2 separate regions of the Gossypium hirsutum genome follow, and region 2 is linked to region 1. The links are chromatin contacts, called in public Hi-C maps. All regions are on one chromosome and are shown on one strand. Each heading gives the region's core, a stretch centred on a gene start, on an enhancer-like site or on the middle of the called end of the contact. The rest is flanking DNA. Distances are from core to core; before and after follow the strand shown.

Region 1 (6,933 bases), core at 3,248-5,747:
GCATCTATTGTGTTTTTGATGGGAGTGCACATCCTGCCATTCTTCGAGATAGATGTTGGAAGGAAGGCACATATCAATCTTTATCTACTGTAAGTATATAATCATTGACTTCCTCTCTGGTTTTTCGTGTTTGCCTATGCCAGACTAGCATGTTCACTTTTATATGACGTGGGAATATTATCTGTCATACTTGTTAATTTCCTTGTAAGTTAAAGTGACAAATCATATTTCCTTGTTACCGCAACTTTAAAATGTACCATTTTAAGTAGCTACTCTCCCCTTCTCCTTTTGGTATGATTGGGGGTCAAAGAGTATACCCTTAAATTTAATCTCAAGTTAAAATTCTATTCCTCGAGAGGCAGTTTGAATGCATACATATATTTTAATGTTTGATTGTTTTCTCAATATATCATGAATTGATAGGTTCAACCACTCTTCTTCTATTGCTTCAATATTGCTATCTTCGTTAACCCTTAGCTCGCTTTGTTGTTTAGTGGATCTACTTTCAGTTTCAGCTCCTTCACTTTGGAAAACCATTTTTTCCCCTTTTGAAGGTGAAAGAATACAAGGGATTTTCAAAATTTGGTATGGTTTGAAGAGTTGGATTAAACTGGGAGAAGTGGAATAAATGGAAATTGGAAAGTATGAGGTATGATGTTTAGCCTTTTCTAACTTTATTTTCTATCACATTTCATTTCTTAGACCCCATATTGCCTGCAATACTTTGGGATTTGACAAATGCTTATATCATCTTCACTGTTGCCACTTACCAACGCTATAGGATTCGCCACTTTTATTATCTTTCTGCAATGAGAACACCTTTACATGGATTCCTTTTGTAGTTGAGTAAGAAATTCAGAGTTGACATATCTAATAAGTGCTAACATTCATGGTCAAAATTATCATACAGTCTTCCAACGTACTGCTTATAAGTTACTGTCACATGTTAAAATTTTTAATATTATGTGCTTGTTTTTAAGCTTTTTTAACGAGATATATGCATTTATTCACTGTTAAGAGTATAGATTTATATACCGACAGTATGAAATACAGACTCATCATCACAAGCTTTGGTGACTTTCTCCCTAGCTGATTACCAGAGTTTGAAGCAGATAAGACGCATATATTCACAGAATAAAACGAACTTTTTACTTGCCAGTAAATCTACCTAATACTTTTCATTTACATTTCATTAAATTCCTGTTTTTGGGGTTTTTGGCAGATAGATTCCTAACTGCTGGGAAACCAGACTACAATCACTTACAGGTTTTTTTTTCTTTTTTTTCTTGTGGTGAAATTTCAAGATATTTATTTTTTATGATTGAGTTTGAACTTTTAAGCATGTAATTCTGATATATTGTTTTTCAGTCTAAAAGTAATTTGCTATTTCATATGAGTAATAAATATAGTTGGTAATCTGCTTTAATCATGTGTTTGTTTGTTGAACCCAGAAATCAAAATATAGAAGCTTTATACCATTGAGCTTTCCTGTTTAGTTAGTTAGTTAGTTAGTTTGTTTGTTTATGATGCGAAAAATTGTGTTTTCTACTTTTCTGTCTGCATAAATTACCATACGTTAGGAAGTAAAATGTTCAAAAATTTGCATCTTTGTTCAGTGATAGAGGTGTGCATGGGCTGATGTGGGAGGGTTTGGGCAAAAATATAGTGCTGAAAAATAGGCTTGGGAAAAAAAGTAAGGCCCGTTTAAAAAATGAGCCGGGCCTCGGGTAAGGCATTTTTGGCCCGGGCCTGGCCCGAATTTACTAAATGAAAAAAAAGCTATTTTTTTAATATTATTTTCTCCGTATTTTGCTACTATTTTAGTATTATGTTGCTACTATTTTTTTTATTATTGTTTGTATATTATATAAAACTTATTTTATTGTTAAATTTTTTATTATTTTAAAGACATTTGCTAATTTTGTTATTATTTTAGAGTTATTTGCTTGTTAAATTGCATCTATTTTAATGTTATTTAAGTATACATATTTTTTAAATTTATTTTCAATTTGTTGAGAAATATTTATTTTAATTTTTTAGTATTTTTGATGGTTTACATATATTTTAAAATTTTATAAAAATAATATAAAAATTAATATGGGCGGGCCGAGTCGGGCTTGGGTTTTAACATTTGTATTAGGGCTGGGCTTGGGCAAAATTTTAGGCCCATTTTTTGGGTCGGGTCGGGCTTGGGCCTAGCAAATGGGCCTAAATTTTTAGTTGGGCCCGGCTTCAGTGAAAAATGAAAATTGCTTGATTTAATGTGTTCTGTTTAGCTTTATTTACTATTGCCTTCCGTTTTTTTTTGAAATTTTCAGATCTCGTCTATAGGCTATTTTCCAGCAGGAATTTTCCCTTTTTTTTAATATTAAAATCTATTTATCTAACAATTAATTATTTGAGAAGCTCTATCAACAGTCCTTTTAATATGTATTTATGATCTGAAATTTAAATAATTCATTTGGATGAACAACTCATGTAATTGAGGTGTATAAATGTTGTTAATTGAGATGTTAAAGTGCTGCAAATTGAAGTGTTTGAATGCTGTAAATTAAAGTGTTTGAATGCTGTAAATTAAAGTGTTTAAATGCTGTAAATTGAAGTGCTTAAATGTTGTAAATTGAAGTGTTTAAGTACTGCAAATTGAAGTGTTTAGTTGCTGGACATTGAGATGTTTTATCGCTGTAATTGAGGTGTATAAATGTTGTTAATTGAGGCGTTAAAGTGCTACAAATTAAAGTGTTTAAATGCTGTAAATTGAAGTGTTAAAGTGCTGCAAATTGAAGTGTTTGGATGCTATAAATTGAAGTTTTTAAGTACTTATTTTGAGTTTTTTAACTTGTGTGATTATTTGTGTTTCTAGCTATTGGTTTCAATTAGATGAGGCTAACATCTCCATCACCGGTGTATAGTGGTATCTTCGCCACGGTCCCGCAGGTTCAAGACAGGTTTCAGGGAAGGTAGGAAAATGCTAATGTCCTTAGGCTCATTGCTTTCTGATTTTAGTTCCATTGCGTATTTCTGTGCTTGTAAGAAATTTTGGGTTTTTTTTTTCCTTTCAAAATGTTCTTATTTTTGATTGGGGGTGATGTATAGGTACTGAAGTAGCACCAAGAAAGAAGGTTGCAACAGCTTCTGTTAAAAAGGCAAATTGTAATGGTACGAGGTTTTGTTTTGGATGAAGCCATGTTTATGAGGAAACATTTAGTGATAAAGAGTGAAATTATGTTCCATTGGATGCTTTAGTTGTTATTTAGTTTCTATTTGAATGTAGTTGTCTTAAATTTTGAACAATTATTGGAGCTAATGTTTGACCTTTAATTTCTTCATTGTCTTTTTTTTTTTTAACTAGATCAATGTTCTTGTTTCGTTAATTTAAATTCATTAATTTTTATATTTAGTTTTGAAACTTAAATTTTAATAGAAAATTTAATTTAATTAATATTTTTTATTTATCCTTAAAAGTATATAGTTTAAAGTTCAAATTTTAAAAATTAAAAATAATATAATATTTATCATAGAAATAAATATTATTTAATTAAAATAAAATATATTTTTTAAAGATCATGTTCTTTAGCGGCGTTTGTGAGAAAAGCGTTGCTAAAGGTTCATTTTATAGTGGCTTTTATTGAGAAAGCGTCGCTAAAGGCCATGTCTTTTAGCGGCGCTTTCCCTATAAGCGTCGTTAAAGGCCATGACTTTTAGCGGTGCTTTTCCTACCAATGTTGCTAAAGGTTATAATTTTTAGCGACGCTTTCCCCACAAACGCCGCTAAAAGTTATGATTTTTTTGTTTTTTTAAATAAACACCACAAAAATTTGCGGCGTTTGCTATAGTGGCATTTTTTGTGGCGTTTGTGAAAACGCCGCAAATAATTTTAGCGGCACTTTTAGTAAAAAAAAGCCGCTAAAAGTCTGTTTTCCTGTAGTGAAAGATGGCAAAAAAAAAAAAAGAACTTACCCATGAAAATGGAGATGCCATCCTTAGTGATGATGATCTGTGTGAAAGAACTGCAGGGTTGCAAGCTAAAATGGTTGCCATATCCATCTCTTCAATTGGGAGACGACAAGAGTGATTTATTTTTTTGCTACAATGGAAATCTCTGATCCAAAAGTTATCAATTTATTTCAAATAATTCTGCAAGGAATCTACAAATTAATACCATTGGTCCACAATCAGACTAGACTGATAGACAACCATTAGTTTCATATCCCCTATATTGTGTACAGATATTCCTGCAACCGAATCTAACAATTTCTAAAACGGGATAAGCATAAATTGATGAAAGTTGGTGATGAAATTTCTTCCAGTGAATATGACCAACAGTACAATCAGAGAATAAAGGTGAGAAAAAAGAAACAAATTTCAATTGACAATAAGCATGCTGTAGCCATAAGCCTTTTGTTTTTCTTGTAGTACCCTTCCAGCCGTTATGCCCTTGCTGCCGTGGGCTACATGACAAAATCCTGAAATTTTAGAGGAAGCTTTCTTTGACGCGTAGCCCTAGCAGTTTTTAATGGAGGCTCGGTCTAGTTCCCTGGTTCAACAGCCACGGGTTCATTAATAACATTACCCCCTGTTCAAGTGGAACCTTGTCCTCAAGGTTCCAGGCAGGAAAAGTTTTCAAAAGGTGGTCCTTATCTTCCCAGGTGGCATCCTCGTTGAAAAGACCTTCCCAACGAACTAGAAACTGATCAATGAACTGGCCTGAGCGCCCGATGACTCGTTTGTTTAGGACAGCTGTTGGATTCAAAAAGAAGGTGTTTGTTGAGTCCACTAAGTGGAAGGGTGTAACTTGTTGATCGAGAATGCCCTTGCATTGGCGAAGAATGGGAACGTGGAAGACAAGGTAGATTTAGGCATCCGCGAATAGGTCCAGCTTATAAGTAACTGCACCAATGCGACTGATGAATTTGAAAGTGCAACGACCTGAAAGTTAGTGGAGTCGGAAAGGATAGTTTCGGAATACTGTTTTCTGAGAATAGGATTAGTGAATATCATTTATTAATATTTACGAGGATATTACAATATTATATTGAAGTTTGGTCCAATAATTTTGGTTATTTGGAAGGCAGATATGGTACAAGTGTATTGGTCTTAAAGTTGATGGTTTCAAAAAATTGAGGTATCGGGACCTTATTTTTGTAAACCAGACTTATAAATATTTTTATTAAATATTTACGAAGTTATTTTAGAAACGAATTGAATTTCAGTTAGATAATTTCGTTGAATTAGTGTGTAATTTAAGTACGGGGACTAAATCAAATAAGTGCTAAAAATAGGCATTAATACCAAATTATAAGGTGGATTTAGGTTAAAGGACTTATTAAGTAAATAAGCCATTATTTATATAGGTATGTGATAGTGAACGGTTATAGTAATATTGTAAGTATTATATGTTAAGTTATTATAATACTTAAATTATAATTATGTTATAAAAGAATATATAATGTTAATAATAATAATAATATTAGATATTAGTGAATGGAAAGAAGAAAGCCAAGCATATTTTTCTTTTAATTTTCTTCTTTTCGAAACAAAAGGAAAGGGGTAGAAGTCACGCATGGCCAGGAGCTAATGTTGCATGTCTAATTTGGTTGGTAGATTTTCGTTATTTTTACATGAAATTTATGTTTTTGAAGTCTTAATCTCATGAGTTAACGTGCCCATGTTCAAATTTTTAGATTTAGTAAAGTTTGTGGGAATTAAGTTGTTGGTGTTATTTTGTTTGGTATTAAGTTTGGTAATTAAATAGATATTTTTATTAATGATTCTTGATGATTTTAAAATTTAAGGATTAATTATGGAAATGGTAAATTCAAGGATTAAATATGAATTAATTAAAAGTATGAGTTATTTTGGACCTTGTGGAATAATTGGTTGAAATGAGATTTTCTTGATTTTAACTAAATAAGTGGGTGATAAATTAGTAATTAGTATTAAATTTCAAAATGGGATTAAAATAAGGGACTATTTAAATAATTAGTCTATTAGTTCATTAATTTGATGAGTTATGGTTAGGGGATAATTACGAGGGAATTATATATATGTAATATATGTTAATTGTATAATAATGCTTAAATTAGTAATTATGTTAAGTTATAATAAAAATGAAAATGAAATGAAAATATGAATAAAATAAAATAAACAAATAGAGAAGTGGGGAAAAAAAGAAAGAAAGAAAAACAAAATTAAAGCTTTTATCTCTTTTGCATGCCGATTTGGAGAAGAAAAAGGTTAGCACCATCTTGCCCTTAAGTTTCATTTTTGAAGCTTAACTTTATTGGTATGTTTTGATAGTTTTCAATTAAACTTTAGATTTTTGGAACCTTAAAATCATGTAGTAGATTACCCATGTGGAAATTTAGAGAAATTATGATATTTGTGGAAGTTGCCATTGTTGAAAAATTTTAATGTTTGAAGTTGTTTTGATGGAATTAGGGGTTGAATTGTTAATTTTTGTGAAGTCTAGGGACTGTTTTGGTGGATTGTTCTTTGTCCTGCAAATTTTGAATTGAATTACTAAATTTAGTGAGCAAGTAAAATATTTTGTATTAAGAGTTTTATTAGTATTAGCTTTCAAAGAGTTAAATGCTGTAAATTAAACTAGCATGGTTTTAAGTTATAAAGTTCAAGATTTTAGGGATTGTTAATAAATTATATGTATATGTGGTTAGTTACGGAAATTAGATGAAGATGCAATCAAGCTAATTTTGATGTTAATGATTTAGTTGAGTAAATGTCAATTGTTGAGGGTAAAAGTATAAATTATGATCTAGGGTTAATTGATTTAATCAAAAGCAAGTATGGTATTCAAATCAAGTAATGAAATTAATTTGTTAATTTGATCAAGAGAAGAATAGATCAAGTATCAACCGTGGGAAGGAAAAGATCATTCAGTAGACGTATTTGATTTGTAGTATCCATCGTATT
Region 2 (6,933 bases), core at 3,028-5,527, 68 kb before region 1:
AGATCTTGGCTACGTGCGCCACGTAGCGGCATATGTGTCCTAGGATTATTGTGTATCACAATACGTCGAATCTGGTTTCAAACTGAAGACGCGTTAATGTTTCCATCGTTATTCACGTCTTCATCATCAATATCATCGGGGATCTCGTCCACATCAGGATTACTATCACTATCGACCTCTTGATCATAGGGATCACTACTATCGTATCCATCATCACTAACCACATCAATATCGGTGCAACATTAAGATCAATATCAATCTCGCGTATAGTCGATTCACTATCAACGTACGATATTGGAGCCACCATACACAGTTCTTAAGCTCCATGTTCTTCACCAGATGCAGTGAAATCTTCAGTTGGCTCCACACCAGCTAACTCAACAAATAACTGAATCAGTGCATTTTGGTCACTCTAATTCCCACAATAAAGAGTGATCATTGTCTCCACGTCTTCATTGTCTACAAATTTCATTTCAGTGAATTTGATAGGATCTGTCGAAACTAGAAACTTGTAGAAAAGTTTCAAGATCCTTCTTCCACAACGTCTAACAATTTTTGCACTAATCTTTTTCTTCATATCATCGAATTAGACATTTCTATTAAATCTCATTATTATTTGTTGCCGACATTCAAATATCCATCCAACGGTTGTTGTCAAGATGATTCCATCGAAATAAACGCATATGAAAAATTGATTGTCCATCTTCAATACTCAATCTGTTAAAAAATAAACAAAAATTCTCAAAACAATTTCAAACAGCATAAAAATAATTACATAAAAAAATTAATGAATAAAAAGAGACTATTTCTAACAATATCAAATTTATTGACATTTCTAACAATATCTATGACAGAAATATGTTCAGTATTTATCTATTTTTTTCTGTTGTTGTCACTAACTAACAATTACTTTATAATAGTTACTAAAATAAAAACTTTCAAATATATTAAAAAAAATTAAAACATAACATTCACAATAAACACATAATTAATCTAAACACAAAACTTACTAACAAATCACAATAAACAAAATAACTTTAAAACAACACATAAAAATAACACTAAATAAACTATATATTACTAACAAAATAATTTTTTCTTATCATATTAATCTATTCTATCTGAAAATAACAATAAAAATAATAATACCTTTTCTTTCTTCTCTTCTCTTTTCTTTCTTTCTTCTCTTCTCCCTCTCTTGTTTTACTTTTTTTTAACTGATACTTTAAAATTGAGCCGGATGGGGGAGCCGGAGGGACCCCTGAACAAAAGTGGTACCACCTATGCACCACTCTCCACCAATTTGAATGTATCATTTTAGTACATAATTTTTTAAACATATCATTTTAATAAATTTTTTATTTTATATTATATAGGTAAAAAATCTGGTTTTTTAGATTATAAGTACAGTCACAATTACAATTACAAATGATACATCCAAATAATTATAATCAAATTAATCATTATAAATTTTAATCGAAATGATAACCCGGATATATCTATACCTAAACCATAATAAATTTATACAAGATCTACATGGGGCATAAATTAGAATAAATATAATTTGAAATCTCAATCATGGTTTACACAGAGTGATAATCATGGTTTGAAAACTTGGTATCCTTAAAATTACCATTAAACTAAGGCCTCATTGGTTGAAACTATTATAAATGATAATTATATTTTATTTTTATTTTGTCTTTTACTTTTTTTCCTTTTTAATAATATTTTATACATATTAAATATTTAAATTTTAATTTAATTAATTAACTTTTAAATGATTCCGTTTTCTATTTTCTATTTTTCTATTTATATTTTAATCACTTTTTTCATTAAAATCTACTAAATAATGGCAACTAATTAATTTTACATTAAAAAAATTTAATAAATTCATCTCATGTTTTAATATATAACTAAATTGAATATAAATTTAAAATGCTTAATTTTAACTGAAGAGAAATATAATTTTTTTATGAAAGAATCCAAATATATTTAAATTTCTAGCACTTCAATGTGTAATTAATTTTTATTATTTTAAAATTAAAAAAGTTAAATGAATAAAATTAAATAAAAATACATAAATAAATAATAAAGTATAATTGTCTTTTTATTTAAAAATTTCTTAGTAAATAGATATCAAGCCCATTTATGGGATTTTTTTCAAATCTAAACGTAGGGGTGAAATTGGTTTTGTTGGTTTTTTTATTTTTTTTAACCGTCCCTCAAATTATTGGTATTGTTTAGTTCTTAATTTTTTCATATTATTTTTTTATTCTTAGATTTATTTTGAAAAAATTAATTTTATTTTTTATGCCTTTTAAATATTATTTGATAAATTTTTTTATAAATATTTCTAAAAAATAATTTTCAAATAAGTAAAAAATAATCAATAATCTTTTTATGATAATTAAAAAAATTATTTAAAACTTTTAACTTATTTTTACTATTTTAAATATAAAATATTTATTTTTCCATAATAAAAAATAAAATTAATTACAAATTAAATAAAAAATATGTATAGTTTGTTTTTTTATAGAGCTCATATGAATATAGATTACCTCGAAAACAAGGATATAAAGTGTTGTTTTTAACCCCCAAAACAAAAAGATATAAAGTGCTGTATGTATAATTATAGCTGACATGCATATATATATTATCAGCCACTGATCATATCTACCGGAGATCTACATTTGGATACGATACCAAAGTTCTTGAGCTGTAACATTGCTACTTGCCTCATATAATTTGGTCAATCATGCCGCAAAAACGACATAAAAAAATCAATACTATATAATGTGTATAATCTCTACCCTATTCGTTATTTAAATAAATTAAGTATAAAATTATACTTGGTGATTTGAGTTACAATACGGTTAAGTACTTCTAGTCTTGTAGGTATCGATATTCGTCAACTAAGGTGTCCTTTTTGTGAGCCATACACGGCTCTGCATAAAGACCGGAGGCAAAACCCGACACGGAATTAATACCTTTTATTGTTGACAGTTTGAGTTAGTTGTCCAGAAAATAACACTTTAAATATAAGACTTCTCTCAGAGGAGTCAATGTTCCTGTGAACAGTATTGAAAAATAACAATGTATTTTTTTATATATAAAAAGAAGAGTAATGATTATTCAAAAATTAAAATACTTAATATCTTATCTCTTAATCATTTGGTCGGAGGTTAAATCCTTACACAACCATTTATTTATTTAAAAAATATTTACGACGAGAAAATTAATTATAGTTATTCATAGTGGATACTCTTGTTGCAACAACAAAAAAGAAATAAACATTTTTTTTTCTGTTACAAAATAAAGAATCTTTTTTAAAAAGATCTTAATTATTTTGCAGTAATTTTTCTAGTTTAAGGCGTACGTTTAATTTGGGAAGTATTTAAAATTACATCGTAAGATGCAGATCACATTGTCTCCCATAGAAGTACACCAACTCAACTCCAGCCGTGCATTATTTAAAAGATATATGTCTCTTCTTTATTTGTAAAGAATTAACTATAGGATGATGCCATTGCCAAGAACTTCTAGGAAACGTGAAAACATTGACTAATTTGAGGATTAGGATTCCTCATGAATCACATGCATTACAAAAAAAAAAAAATCTGTTCATATTACAATATAATAAAATACCAACTCAGTCATTGGGGATTTGGGGTCTTTGTAATATATTAAACCTCTCTTCCTACAGTGTATACACTATCTTTTTTTGTTTTGTTTCAATGGCCATTTCTCTATCCCAAACTTTTCTTTCTATCAATCGACGGCTCCATGATGATCATCGGGTTTTGCCATATGAAAAATGTACTTCAATTGCGTCGTTGTTGGGTCAGAAATCTTGCATTGGACGTAACAAAAGCTTGGAGTTTTCGACAAGATCACCTAGGATTCCTCGAGCTTTGTCCAAAACAAGTGAGCCATTGTCCTCCATCAACCATGACTTCGAAAAGGAAATTGAGCCTGTTAAACAAGAAGAAAGATGTTTAGCCGATGTATGGAGAGAAATCCAGGGCCAAGATGATTGGGTTGGGATGTTGGATCCAATGGACCCTCTCTTACGCTCCGAGCTGATTCGCTACGGCGAGATGGCACAAGCCGCTTACGACGCTTTCGATTTCGACCCCTTTTCCAAGTACTGTGGGAGTTGCAGGTTCACGCGTCGGCAGTTCTTTGATGCTCTAGGCATGGCACACCATGGCTACCACATCTCTAGGTACCTCTTCGCCACATCCAACATTAACCTTCCGAATTTTTTCAAGAAATCACGCTGGCCCAAAGTGTGGAGTAAGAATGCGAATTGGATCGGATATGTTGCGGTGTCTGATGACGAAATGTCAAAGCGTTTAGGCCGTCGGGACATCACCATTGCTTGGAGGGGCACGGTGACACGCCTAGAGTGGATTGCAGATTTGATGGATTTTCTCAAACCGATTTCTTCCAACAAAATTCCATGCCCCGATCCAATGGTGAAAGTAGAATCGGGTTTCCTTGATCTCTACACTGAGAAGGATGTGAATTGCCGGTTCTGCAAGTTTTCAGCCAGGGAACAAATTCTAACTGAAGTGAAGAAGTTGCTTGAACTGTACCAAGATGAAGAGATAAGCATTACCATAACTGGTCACAGTCTAGGCAGTGCCCTGGCGATTCTCAGCGCCTATGATATCGTTGAAACAGGTCTAAATTTGTTAAATGATTGCAGAGCTGTGCCTGTTAGCGTGTTCTCGTTTTCGGGTCCTAGGGTTGGAAACGTGAGGTTCAAGGAACGGATGGAATCGCTGGGAGTTAAGGTGTTGAGGGTGGTGAATGTGCATGATATAGTCCCTAAATCTCCAGGACTGTTTTTCAATGAAAACGTGTCGCCTGTGTTGATGAAGCTGGCTGAGGGATTGCCTTGGAGCTACTCCCACGTCGGAGTTGAACTGGCCTTAGATCATACACACTCGCCATTTTTGAAGCAGACTGGGGATCTGACCTGTGCTCATAACCTGGAAGCTCACTTGCACTTACTTGACGGGTTAGTTTCTTATGCTCAAACCATAGTTCAGCATGAACCTGTATTATGAGTTAAATTAACCATGAATGAAATGAACCTCCTTTTTCATCACCTCATCAGTTGGTCATTTTCTTATTAGCAACCATCCGCTGATAATGATGTTGAATATGGTGCTTTCTAGGACCCAATATGATGTTCAGTGTTAAAAATAATTATAAATACTCTCATATTTGACATTACCCACTTTCAGTGGTTTAAACCAAAGTTGCAATAAATAATTATAATCACATGGATATATTCATCATTAATGGTGGTCATGATTACGGTAGCTGATGGTGGAATTGGAAAGTATTATATAAGATTTGAATGAGATAAGTTCGGAAGCAACTTGATGATGATTGTAGTGAAGATTTATATAATAGGAAATAGATAATCATCAAATTAATTGGATTTTCATTTGATGTGGTAATTTGTATGTGTGGCAGATACCATGGGAAAGGCCGTAGATTTGTACTGGCAAGCGGGAGGGACCCTGCTTTGGTGAACAAGGCCAGTGACTTTTTGAAAGACCATTACTTGGTCCCCCCATATTGGAGGCAAGATGAGAACAAGGGCATGGTGAGGAACAATGACGGTCGTTGGATGCAACAGGAACGGCCTATACTTGATCATCACCATGAAGATACCCACCACCATCTCAAGCAATTAGGTCAGGCAACTGAGCATTATAGTTAAAAGATCAAATCATTAGCCAGTTTGCATTATCATACTGCTAATATAAGTGATGCAATAGGTAGACCAAAGCACCTATTATGGCATCATAGCAAACTATATAAAACATAGAAGTTTCATAGATGATAGATGATGTATGGTTCTTCTTGTATGAACAAATACATAGGTTGTACAGTGTCTCTCTGTTTCCTTGAACTATTATTTTATTCGACTCATCCACCACCAACTAAGCTAATGTGCAAGGTAATGGAGATTGAACAATCAGCATCAAGCCATCTAGAATAGTCTACAGTTAACTTGCCCACCATGATAGGCCCCATTGATTATTTGATATTTTAACTCTTGGGAAACGTGGGTCAAACAAGCCAGCTATTAAAGAATGCCAAAGTCATCTTCCAGAAAACAAACAAGGATATTCTTTCTCTCCCCCCAAAAAATTAATGTAAATGACTGAAGTTGATGAAAAGGAAAATTAAAAACTACGGCTATCATTTAAAAAAAGAGAAAATATAGGGGTTGGATTATTTAGTGCAAAATTGAGAGATTCTTGGATGGGGATCCTATGTTAAGGTTCTCAGAACAAATTCACAGTACAATCTTGTGTTTACGAATCTCCTTCTGTAGCTTGCTTTAATGAGTGGCACCCCAAAGGATAGCTTTGCTCCATATGATCATTCATTCAACAAGTCAAAATCTGAGTTCCATCAACCATAAACAAGGTGGACAGACACCAGTTGTCCCAACAAATTGCTTGAGATGATTGCACAACTTGAAGGGTTCACTTAAGGGGCGAAAAACCAGAGAGGGAATAAGCAAAGCAGGAATAATGCTTGCAGCAAGAACACAAGGGTAATTTCACTTGATTTTAAAGTTGAACAAATAATTTATGCGGTTAAGCTTCTTTTTGCATACAGAGACCATATTTACTTCAAACACAAAAGTTTGTCTCTAAGATTCTAAGTGAATCAGTATATCCTATGACCAACACCCCCCCCCCCCCAAAAAAAACCCCGGAAAAAAAAAAGAATCAATTTGATCAGCAGGAACTCTGAAATTATCTAGGATTTGGTACATGTTATAAGAACTCAAAACAACACCCGCAAAGCAAAAATTCATTCTCTATTAGTCACAAGAACAGCATACCAATTCTTTGCACCTTAAAAGTAACTCCCAAAATGTACTGCCAGTCAATCTAA

Evidence for each region. Hi-C and Micro-C count contacts between places; a contact is called where the count stands out from the background.
Region 2: a Hi-C map of leaf shows a contact between it and region 1, with 5 times the contacts expected there. The contact joins two enhancer-like sites. A contact is called at or near these places in 16 of 34 Hi-C or Micro-C datasets (callus, hypocotyl, leaf and 1 more).

What each region holds. Positions count from the first base shown.
Region 1 is chrA08:10,428,680-10,435,612 of Gossypium_hirsutum_v2.1, reverse strand. LOC107951139 reads left to right here. Exons shown (of 7, transcript XR_001698345.2): 3 at 1-89; 4 at 555-649; 5 at 1,223-1,266; 6 at 2,864-2,960; 7 at 3,097-3,321. Among protein-coding and RNA genes, the nearest start is that of LOC107951139, 5.7 kb to the left of the region's middle. Within about 2 kb of position 4,497, at least 2 of the 9 cell types and tissues checked have an H3K27ac peak or open chromatin away from gene starts, as enhancers often do.
Region 2 is chrA08:10,496,010-10,502,942 of Gossypium_hirsutum_v2.1, reverse strand. It overlaps LOC107951175 (a long non-coding RNA gene), which reads right to left. Exons shown (of 3, transcript XR_001698350.2): 3 at 3,654-6,933. Among protein-coding and RNA genes, the nearest start is that of LOC107951175, 4.5 kb to the right of the region's middle. Within about 2 kb of position 4,277, at least 3 of the 9 cell types and tissues checked have an H3K27ac peak or open chromatin away from gene starts, as enhancers often do.